3 separate regions of the Mus musculus genome follow, and regions 1 and 2 are each linked to region 3. Evidence: chromatin contacts called from public Hi-C data. All regions are on one chromosome and are shown on one strand. The core of a region is the stretch at or near the end of the contact, and the rest is flanking DNA. Distances in the headings are between cores, read along the strand shown.

Region 1 (3,507 bases), core at 321-2,820, 330 kb after region 3:
ATATATATATCCTGTAAAGGCTAAATTGAGCTAATAAATAGACACATACTACACATATGCTTTAGTTCTATTCTCAGCTATTTTCAAGTCAGGAGGAAACATGTGAACTTGAACAGACATCATCCCGGAGCTGGGAAACTGATGGGAACATCATTGACCTGGCCCAAGCGAGAGTCTGCACTGGGGTGGTGGATTTTGGAGATGAAGGTCAAGAAAGACATGAATGGAGTCTCCCTTGCCTGATCCTCCTACGGAGACTAAGACAGCATCTACTGGCTCTGGAATTGGGATGGCCGGTAGATGGAACGGCATTTCCCTTTTGACCCTGTTTGACTTGGGGTACAGGAGAACACTGAGACCAGAGGATCCAACTGCTGTGGAACTTTCCAGTTGACAAGTTGCCATTTCTTGGATGAGAAGTTCTTCCCAGATGCTGGAAGCATGGACTGCTCTAGAGTTATCCCAAGAAATAGAAAAACGTTCTCCAAGAAGTCTTCAGCATTCTGGCCTTGATGTTTGCACATGGTCAATCTTGGGAAGACTCACAGCCAAGGCTGGACTTGTAACAGGGTTCAGAACATTGGAGATAAAGGAAGGGACTCCTCTACACAACACTTCCCTCCCAGATCCTTCTGTCAATCAATCCAAGGCTGGATTTTATCTGAGTTCACATCTTTGCTTAACTCCTTCACCCTCTCAAATCCTCTTTCTTTTCTTTCTCCCCCAAATGGATCAAGTGTGTTTAAATCCTTGTCTCAAGCTATATTTATGGAAATCATGCCGAGACACCAGGAAACAATGACAATGGAAGCTGATGAAAAGATGTGTGCATAGCGGGGAGGAGAGACTCAAACAGCAGCCACGTGAAGAACAAGAAATATAGAATACAGTGGTGGTATACATGCATCCAGAAACCGCCATTCTTTTGAAGGGGGATCTGGATTCTTCCGGAGTCCATGCAAATGCTTTGTGCATAGGGGGCAGAGGTTGCTATTGCCCCCACCCCAAGTTCCCCAACTTATGTGGGGCCACCTTTTAAATTCCTTTTGATGAAAATGGCCAGGGTCAGGGAGTTTTGTTCATTTACTTGTGAGGCTGCTGTGAGAGGTAAGGGAATAGCAGGGAGGGCCTGAGCCTCACTGGGTTAGTCTTGCTTGCTTTAGGAGGGGTCACCCAGGCAAGGAACTTCAGCAACTGACAAAGGGTGGACAGATGACTTTACCTTGTCCTGTCCTAATCCTGGGTTTAAGTCTCCTTTAAATAGAATTGCAAGTCCCCTCCCACTCCATCAACCCCCAGCCTCTGCCAGAGTAGCTCCTCATGCTGTGGACTGCTGGCTGCAGAGATAGATAAACATTTCCCCCCAGTTCTGTGCAGAGCCTTCAGCTCCCAGCGCTTCATGCTGAATATGGTACCCATGTGGGGAGAAGTCATTTTTAGCCTTGGTGTCTGGGTGGGAAGCTCCAAGCTCAGCTTGTCCATTGTTCTGCTGTCTCAGGCTCTGAGCAGCAGCGCCCCTCATGCTGAGAAGTCCACTGGCCCAGAGGAAGCTTGGCCTGGAGCTCAGGATGGCATTTGCAGCCTCTTTTCTCCACGCTGAAAAAGCATCAAGTTGCTGGCATACAGAACAATACTGAGAGGGACTGGCTGGGCTTTTTGTTTCGCCTTCCTCTTCCAAAAAGCTTTGCTTCATTTTGGCATGGAAACCACATGCAGGCACCCCTTCGGCGAACACTATAAAAACCATCTCCAGACAAAACCTCCCTCTGAGCTCTAATCAGACAGCTGTGAGGTGCTGGGTCCAGGTAGATGCTACTTATGAGCAAGGATGAGGGGCCCCTGGGTTATGTGACACTCTGGATTGCGCTGATGTGTCCTTGCAACTCTTGGTCTGTGAGCGAAGCCAGGGGTAGGTAAGAAAGTAAAAGAAGTGTGAGGAGAAACAAGAGAGGAGGGGAGAAGAGAGGAGAGCTCTGGGGAGGGGTGCAGCAAAGAAGGAAAGGAACTCTGTAAGGTAGAGACTTAAACATATTCAGCAGTTGTAGGGGGAAACCTTGCTAATTGAAGAGGTTTTGCAGGATGAGGGCCAAGGGCTTTACCATGCTTGCATTGGGAACCATGGTGAAGTTGAGAGCATCCCGATAGACTCAAGACAGGAGACTAGGGATGTGTCCAGTCTAGGTCTTAGCCTCAGAGTACCATGTACCTCAGCCTGTCTTCCCAGCACACCCTAGTCTATCTGGCATCTTTCTGTAAAAGGAGTTTGGCATGGGTATCCAGACCTTCTTCCCAATCTGTGGGTACCGAAGGATAGGTGATGCCTCAGGAGAGACCTAAGACTTCTTGGGAGATGCCCTGGGGTGATTTACATGTGTCCTCTACTGGTTTCATGCTTAACTTTGGGCAGGGGATTGGCCTCTCTGAGCCTCTGTTCTCTGGAGTATGAAGTGGAGGTAATAGTTGTGCCAGTTGCTGGAGTTTAGTACAGGAGGGTCCTGTCCTGAGTAGTTTCTGGTCAACTAGACACACGCTAGCGTAATCAGGGAAGTACCCCAATAGAGGAAATGCCTCCATCAGGTTGCCTTATGTAAGGCCAGAGGACACTTTATTGATTAGTGATTGATACAGGAGGACCCAGCCCATTGGTTACTCCCTGAGCAAGTGGTCCTGGGTAGAAAATAGACTAAACAAGCCAGTAAAGCAGCACTCCTCTAGGGCCTCTGCATCAGTTTCTGGCTCCAGACTTCCACTTGGGGCTCCTGTCCTGACATCCCTCAAAGTCAGACTGTATTCAGGAAATGTAAGCCAAATAAACCCTTACTTTCCCGAGTTGCTTTGGTCATAGTGGTTATCACAGAAAGCTAACAAGTTTGGGCCCCAGAGCAGCTTCCCCGTAACCTTCCAGCAGATCCTGAGTGACTATGGGGTCTTTGGTTGTGTTCCTACCTGGCCTGGTTCTCTGGGTCTCCAGGAATAAATTCTGTCTCTAGCTTCTAGCTCCAGATGGCCCCAGAGAGATCCTCTGTTTGAAGTCTTGGCTTGCCATTGGGAGAGGCCTTGGATTGTGATTCAAGAAGGTGCAGCTGCTCCTCTTGAGCATGTCCAAGTCCCTGTGGTCCACTGTGAGGGGAATAAGTGGACACTGAGTATGCTGGGGTGGCAAGAGTGAGTCAGGCAGCTACACTGCACCCTCAGCTAAGCCCATACCCAGGAGAATGTGGGTAGCAGCACCCACGAAGCAGGAATCTTCTTTATGACACAGTTGAAGCTGACATCTTCAACTCTCTAAGCCTTTTGGGTTTACTATTGCCCAACTCTGATTCTTTTGTCTCTGTGGGGCTCCCTTGCATTCACGAGGTAGTGAGCTTCATGTAGGCTGGGGAGTTAGCTCAGTTGGTAATGTGTTTTCTGTGCATGCATGGGGACACAGGTGTGGCTCTCAGAACACACATTTAGAAAAATCTGGGCATAAGGGCATGCACTTGTAATCCCAGCACTAGGGGCATG
Region 2 (3,485 bases), core at 433-2,932, 480 kb after region 3:
ACAATACATTCATACACATACACACATACACAACATACACATATGCATACACATACATACACACATATACACACATATACAACACATTCACACACATACACAACATACACATACACACATGCATATACATACATACATACACACATATATACATACACACATACACAACATACACATATACACACATACATACACATGCATACATACATACACACACATATATACATACATACACACATATACATATATACACACCTATACACACATACACACACAACACATACATACACACACATATACACCTCACACAACACATGCATTCACATACATACATACCCATGCACACATATACATACACACACATACATACACACATAATACATACACACATAATACATACACACATACACACATAATATATACACACATACACACATAATACATACACACATATAATACATACACACACACACACACACACACACACTATACCTGGAGAAGGGGTGGGTGGGACATCCCACAGCATGGATCATTAGAGTATGTTAGGAGCTATTGTATTTGCTTCATGCTTTTAAATTTCATTTAAATTCCATGTACATTTGCTGAACACCTAGCAAATGCTAGTTCCCACGCTAAGCCTAGGGGCGATTATAAAGATGAAGATGTTGCCTGGCCTTCGTTCCTGTGAAGGGGCCTATCGTACAAAGGCTGAGTTGTAGAATTAGGGCTAATCAGTCACATAGCCCTGGGAGCATAGAAAGACAATTGGTTAATTCTGCCTGCAGGGTATGTATGCTGAGAGATGAACACATTGCATGGCCAAGGAAAGACACTGGATTTTGAGTTTGTCAGTTCCGTTTTTTTTTGGTTAGTGATGGATGTGGGAGGGACCAGGCCATTGTAGGCAGTGCCACCCTGGGCAGGTAGGTGGTCCTGGGTTCTATAAGGAACAAGTTAAGCAAGCAATGGGGTGCGAGTAAGCAGCACCCCTGGGTGGCCTCTGCTTCAGCTCCTGCGTTACGATTCCTTCTTCAGTCCCTTCGCCTTGACTTCCTTTCACGATGGGGTATGAAGCAGAAGTGTGAGCCAAGCAAACGGTTGCCTCCCCAAGTTGCTTTTGAGAAGTATTTTTATCACAGTGATGGAGAAGCAAATTAGAATACCTCTGTAGGCAGTAGTAGAAAAAAAGGCAATATCTCCTAACATTTCCTTACAATAGAGTTTTATTTCTGTGTTAGCACACATAGACACCCTTCCCCACTCTCTCCTCCCCCCCCCCCCCCCCCAGACACAGCTAAAGTCATACAACTTCAGCGTCCTGTTTTTTTCTGGTGGTCTGTATTATCACACGGCAAACATTCAGACTACACAGGTCCTGATGAGATCTCCTGGTAAGGGCTGCTGAGTTAAACTGCTTCCATATGGCAGGCGCCGTGGAACAGGCCCAGGCTGGGTTTGTGCAGAGGAGGGGTGTAGTTTCTCCCCATTAGAATGATTTATAAAACCTGTCACTCTCATGTCTGCAGGTTCATTTTAAAGGGATTTGGTAGGATTCTGTTTGTTATCGTGGAAGGAAGAGAATAATATTGCCCCAGTTTTCACTTCGGAGAGTAACAGAAAGTGACAGCCCAGAGGCACGCTGGAACGGTGACAGCAGGAGGGTCTACTGGGAAACAAGAAAGAGGGAGAGTGGCTCCCACTGAACACCTGCGTGGTCCGGAGCACAGTTCGGAGCGTGTCTTACCTACGGTTCCACTCATCCCGCAAGATAAAATGAAACCATAGCACAAAAGTGCGCTGGCAAGCACTTTTCCGATGTTCGGCCTAATTACTGTTTTCTTTTTGTCCCAGGGATAAATTCATTAGAGACCATTTCTCAATTTCTGCGACCAGATGCTGATTTGGATTCACACAGTGGGTCTGTTTTCTTTTACCTGTATATTTGAAGTGGGAAGGAGGGAGGCAAGAAGCAGGTGGCCGGAATCATGGGAAGAGAACAAACGAGAGTGTGTGCCTGAAGGGATTAGAATTTTGTTATCAGTTCCTGCTTTGGATTGCAACTCCTGGTCTGCTGCACACTGGTCCCATCCAGGCACCACGGGAAGAGGGTCCCCATTTTCTTTCTACCTCCCACACCTTCCCTGGTGATAAAGAACTAAGGATGTGGGGCTGGCTTGCCACTCTGGAAAAGGAAAATGATTTAAATGTCCTTTTAATTCCTTACCAACCTTCACCCTTATTTTTAAAAGCATGCATTGATTGTACATAATAATGAGTTTCGTTGTAATATTTAACTTTTTAAAGGACATTTTTTTTTTCATTTTTAGCATTTTAATTTACGTGTATGGGTATTGGTATAGGTTTGTATATATCTGAGTGCAGTGCCTGCAGAGGCCAGAAGAGGGCATCAGATTCCCCTGGAGCTGGAGTGACAGGTGGTCGTGAGCCATCTTAGGGGATGCAGAGGAACAAACTCTGGTCCTCTGCAAATGGGTCACACACTCTGGACTACTGAGTCTCCTCCCCAGCTCTTCAATATGAAATTTTTATGCACACATGTAATATGTTTTGACCTCCCTCATGGTCTTTTTTATTTTTTTTTTTTTTTACCTGCTTCACATTTATGCTGACATCATCCTACCTAGCTGGTCCCCTTCTACTTTAACATTGTCCCCCCACCCCCAATAATAACACATGAGTGTATGAGTGGTGTGTGTGTGTGTGTGTGTGTGTGTGTGTGCATGTGTGTGTGTGTACATTCCAATGAGTTTCATAAGGATTGGATATAGGGGCATGGATGAAGGGTTACTTATAGAGGCATGGACAATTTATCAATAACTACACCACCAAAGAAAATCTCTCTCCATGCCCTCATTACAGTAGCTTCTTGCACATCCTCAGGGAGAGGTGGGCCCTCCTGGGCCTTTCCTTCCTTCCTGACAGAATGTTGACAGGGCCACCTGTGCAAGTTTTCTGTCAGCTCTGTTTTACCCTGATCTAGATTCTTAGGGCATTTAAAAGCTGCAGCTCTTTAATTTTGGACACGTTGAGACCAATTATTGTATCCAATTCCGTTAGCTATTCTGGCCCTATCAGCCCTCTGTGGACCTCAGCATCTGTGTATGGAAAGATCAGCTGTTTCAGAGATGGTCAGTATAAGATGCTCTCACCCAAGTGACCCATAGTCAGGATTCTACCTGAAAATAGGGCAGCTGAATCACTTTCCGGCGGCCACAGGAGCAAATGGCTGGCTTGCTACATTTTGTTCCCCGAGGATGATTTGATTGGATGTGAGTCACTGTGTCCTTTGTCATATTCTTCCCCAGAGCAAAAGCCAAAGATGGCCCTGAAGATTGTGCTTTGCATAATAAAGGCTTAGAAAGAGGAGGAGTTCTGAGGACAGAGGCGGATTTCTGCTACTCCTTACCTTGAATACCTTCCTGCATTTATAGCCAGTCCCTAAACATGCCATGAAGATGCATGCT
Region 3 (3,382 bases), core at 473-2,972:
TGCCCCAGCTATGAGTTTTATTTGCTACAAAAACTGTTTGGAATGTTTATCATTTGGAGTTTGAAATTCTTCTTATTTTTTATAACTTAAGAAGCACAAGGTAAATTGAACAAGCCTATGAAGACGTTCAGAGTTTTTTTTTTTCTCCACACACAGAGAATTGAACCCCTAAAGAAAATGTCCTAATGGGGTTAATAAAGGCCAGCATTCCTCAGAGAACTGGGAAATTAATCTGCCGGTTCAAACCTCGGAGGGGTTAATGGAAAGTGTAAGGCAACCGTTGTGCATATTGAAGTGTCTATAAATAGCTCAAAGCCCTGAACTGCCTTCCGAAGCTGCCAGAGCTTTCTTATTAACTCAGCAGCTGCGTGCCACACTAGGATGAGACCTGAATTCATTCCAGGTGCATCCAGGAGACCCCTGCAGTACCTCTCAGCCATGACCAAAGAGAGAGGTGCGGGGGCAGATGGCAGGTTGCTCGGTTATGAGTGATACACAAGATCCTCTTACAGTGAGTGCTGGTGTGTGTGTGTGAGTGTGTGTGTGTGTGTGAGTGTGTGTGTGTGTGTGTGTGAGTGTGTGTGAGTGTGTGTGTGTGTGTGTGTGTGTTTAAGGGAGAGGGGAGAGTTTGTTAGAGTATAAAGCTTACCTGGAGGTTAGAATCTTCTTATTTATTCACCATGTGTGTGTGTTTGTGTGCGCATGCGTGTGCACATGCACGTGGAAGCCAGAGGAAAAGATGAGGCATTGCTCATACTATTTGATGCAGATTCTTCACTGACCTAGAACTTTCCAAATAGGCTATGCTCACTTGCTAGCCAGTCCCAGCGATCCACCTGTCTCAGGCTCTCCAGCAATGAGATTTTGAGTGTGTGCCATGATGGCTTCTCCCATCTCTTGTAGATCAAACTCAGGTCCTCACGATTGTGAGTCAAACACTTCCTTGGCAGAGTCTTCTCCTAGTCACACATCCTTCATATTTTCTTCATAGCAGGATCTTTCGGAGCAGGCCATGGAAGACTTACAAACCTTAAATACTGACAGCTTCCAGCCCCTCGATTTTCATGACAGGAGTCCTCCCTCCCAAGGAGGGCAGGTAACCTGACGGAAACCATGACTCCAAAGAGAACATGGGTTATCCTTGCTATATCCGGTAGCTACCCTTCCTCTACATCTCTGAGGTGTCCTGTCTTACCTGGTATTTGTCACTTCTGCTGCCCTGGGATTCCCTAGATAGCAGGATTATCTCATTTGATTTGAATGCCCAGTACTTGGCAAAGGATCTTGGCACGGGGTAGGTGCTCAGTAAACTTTTGTAAGCAAATTGACTGATTGAAAGAGAGCTTTTTTGGAGAGATTATCCAAGAGCCATTTTTTTTTTCCTACAGAGAGACAGGAGAGGCCATAAGAAGATATTTATTTATTTATTTATTTATTTATTTATTTTTGAGATAAGGTATCACCATGTAGAACAGTCTGGCCTTGAATTCACAGAGACCCAACTGCCTCTCAAGTGCTGGGATTAAAGGTGTGTGCTCCACCATTCTTGGTGGGAAGAAGTTTTGAACAGAAGCCAGGAGACAATGGTGCCTCACATCTATTATGGCGGCTGTCTTCTATGAACTTGAGAAACACTTCGAGCTATTACCTTCACGAGTGAGTACACTGAGGCCCTGGGAGACAGAACACAGAGTCAAGGCATTTCTGCCCAGAGGCCTGACTGCACCCCTGTGTGCTCTGCCAAAGCCCCATTCTTTACGTGAGGCAGCCGTCCTGTTTGGCTGACAGGAATAGAGAGGAGGCATCTTGGCCAGGTGTTCTGAGAAAGAAAACTGGAGTTATCGCCTATTCTTTTGATGTGTTTTCCATCATCAGTCCCCTCCTTGGTCCCCAGACACTTTGCTGCTCGGCTCCAAGCCATGGCTCCCTGCCTAGATGAGTTAGCAAGGATTCTGTCCCCACCAACATGGCAGTAGCCGATGGCACTGGGCGTGAGCCCAAGTTAGTCACCAAAGCCTCAGCTGCATTTGTGTTCCACAGAACCTCTGCCCAGAGAGCAACAAAGCAGGTCTGAACGCAGAAGGGAAGGCAGGAGACTGAACCCTGGGTACAGGCAGATACGGGCCAAAGGCTGTGCCTGAGCTGGGGCGGCTGAGCTGGGGCAGCTGAGGAGGCTCTGGTGGGTGGGGCTGAGGAGACAAGAGCTAGGCAGAGATGGGAAAGATACTGCAGGAGACCAGGACGCCTGCAAAAACAAACTATGAAAAGCCATGAGGCTTATCATGGAAGAGAGAGGAAGGGAAGGAGGGAGAGAGGAAAGGAGGGAGGGAGGGAGGGAGGGAGGTGCCAGCCAAGAAGATGCAGAGAAACAGAACATAGACCTCATCCCAGGAACTGTTTTTAACCTACGGAGTGTCAAGAGATGTTATTTTTGTGTTTGTGACATTTTGAGCTGCAGCCACTTAACAATTTTAAAGGACAAAAAAGAAAATCCTCAATCAACCTAACTCATCCTTATGATGGGGAAAGACACAATGCTTAGCTGCTGGCTGCTGTTTTGAGGGTCACGGAGACCACCCTTAGAGTATTTAAGAAGCCAGACTCACAGTTCAAGGTTCCTTAGCCCTAAGGGACCAGGGCTGTGCACCCGAAACTGGGATCAGATCAGGGCAAGGATGACATCATCAGGAGGTAAAATCCAGGGACAGGAAGGGCAGGCACCCAGCAGTCCTCCCAAGGGCTGGGTCACCTGCCAGGGCCGGGACTTACAGTGCCTGGCAGAGGACTGCATAGCCTGAGCCCTGAGGGAAGTCTGGCTCATCTCTTTGCTCAAGGTTTTGATTGATCTCAAATTTAATTTTGTCTTCGAGGCATTTCTGACAAAGCTCTGAGCAGGAAAACAATATTAGTTTTCTTTTCTCTTCACGAAAAAGAGGGTAGGACCTTGCAATCATTTTCCTTTGTGAGAGAGGATAAATTGAGATGTCTGTGGGCAGGAAGGAATAAAAGATGATCGTAGCTAGGAGGAGCTTGGGAGGGCCTGAAGATAGACTGCCCAACTGTTGCTGCCTCCGACAAGCAACACTGGTGCACTGGTTCGTTTTTGTTTTTTTTTTTTTTTTTTTTTTGTTACTTTGACATAAAATAGCATCGCCTGGGAAGCAGGCACCCCAATTGAGGAATTGCCTCCTGAATTGGCCTGTGTGTGGGGGGCATTTTCTTGATAAATGTTTGATGTGGGCGGGGCCAGCTCACTGTGGGCGGTGGCATCCCTAGGCAGGTAGTCTTGTATAAGAAAACAGGCTGAACAAGCATGCAATGGAGAGCAAGGAAGACCGTTAGAAGTGTTCTTCTATTCTCCTTCCAGGGTCCTGTCTTGGGT

The links. A called contact is a pair of places that touch in the nucleus more often than the background predicts.
Region 1: a contact with region 3 is called in a Hi-C map of cortical neurons, with 5 times the contacts expected there. The contact joins two enhancer-like sites. A contact is called at or near these places in 7 of 484 Hi-C or Micro-C datasets (cerebral cortex, cortical neurons, embryonic stem cells and 2 more) and 2 of 115 datasets of contacts at active chromatin or transcription factors (astrocytes and neural progenitor cells).
Region 2: a contact with region 3 is called in a Hi-C map of cerebral cortex, with 5 times the contacts expected there. The contact joins two enhancer-like sites. A contact is called at or near these places in 1 of 15 datasets of contacts at CTCF or cohesin (embryonic stem cells), 9 of 484 Hi-C or Micro-C datasets (cerebral cortex, cortical neurons and embryonic stem cells) and 2 of 115 datasets of contacts at active chromatin or transcription factors (VIP interneurons and neural progenitor cells).

Annotation. Positions count from the first base shown.
Region 1 is chr9:113,303,919-113,307,425 of GRCm38.p6, reverse strand. Gm36367 (a long non-coding RNA gene) reads right to left here. Exons shown (of 4, transcript XR_379905.2): 3 at 2,947-3,120. Among named protein-coding and RNA genes, the nearest start is that of Gm36367, 10 kb to the right of the region's middle. Within about 2 kb of position 1,570, at least 16 of the 459 cell types and tissues checked have an H3K27ac peak or open chromatin away from gene starts, as enhancers often do. A contact at or near this core is called in cerebral cortex and cortical neurons, where this site is marked.
Region 2 is chr9:113,155,853-113,159,337 of GRCm38.p6, reverse strand. No RefSeq gene overlaps it. Among named protein-coding and RNA genes, the nearest start is that of Gm46133, 16 kb to the right of the region's middle. Within about 2 kb of position 1,682, at least 23 of the 459 cell types and tissues checked have an H3K27ac peak or open chromatin away from gene starts, as enhancers often do. A contact at or near this core is called in VIP interneurons, cerebral cortex and cortical neurons, where this site is marked.
Region 3 is chr9:113,632,186-113,635,567 of GRCm38.p6, reverse strand. No RefSeq gene overlaps it. Among named protein-coding and RNA genes, the nearest start is that of Gm36686, 7.4 kb to the right of the region's middle. Within about 2 kb of position 1,722, at least 20 of the 459 cell types and tissues checked have an H3K27ac peak or open chromatin away from gene starts, as enhancers often do. A contact at or near this core is called in VIP interneurons, cerebral cortex and cortical neurons, where this site is marked.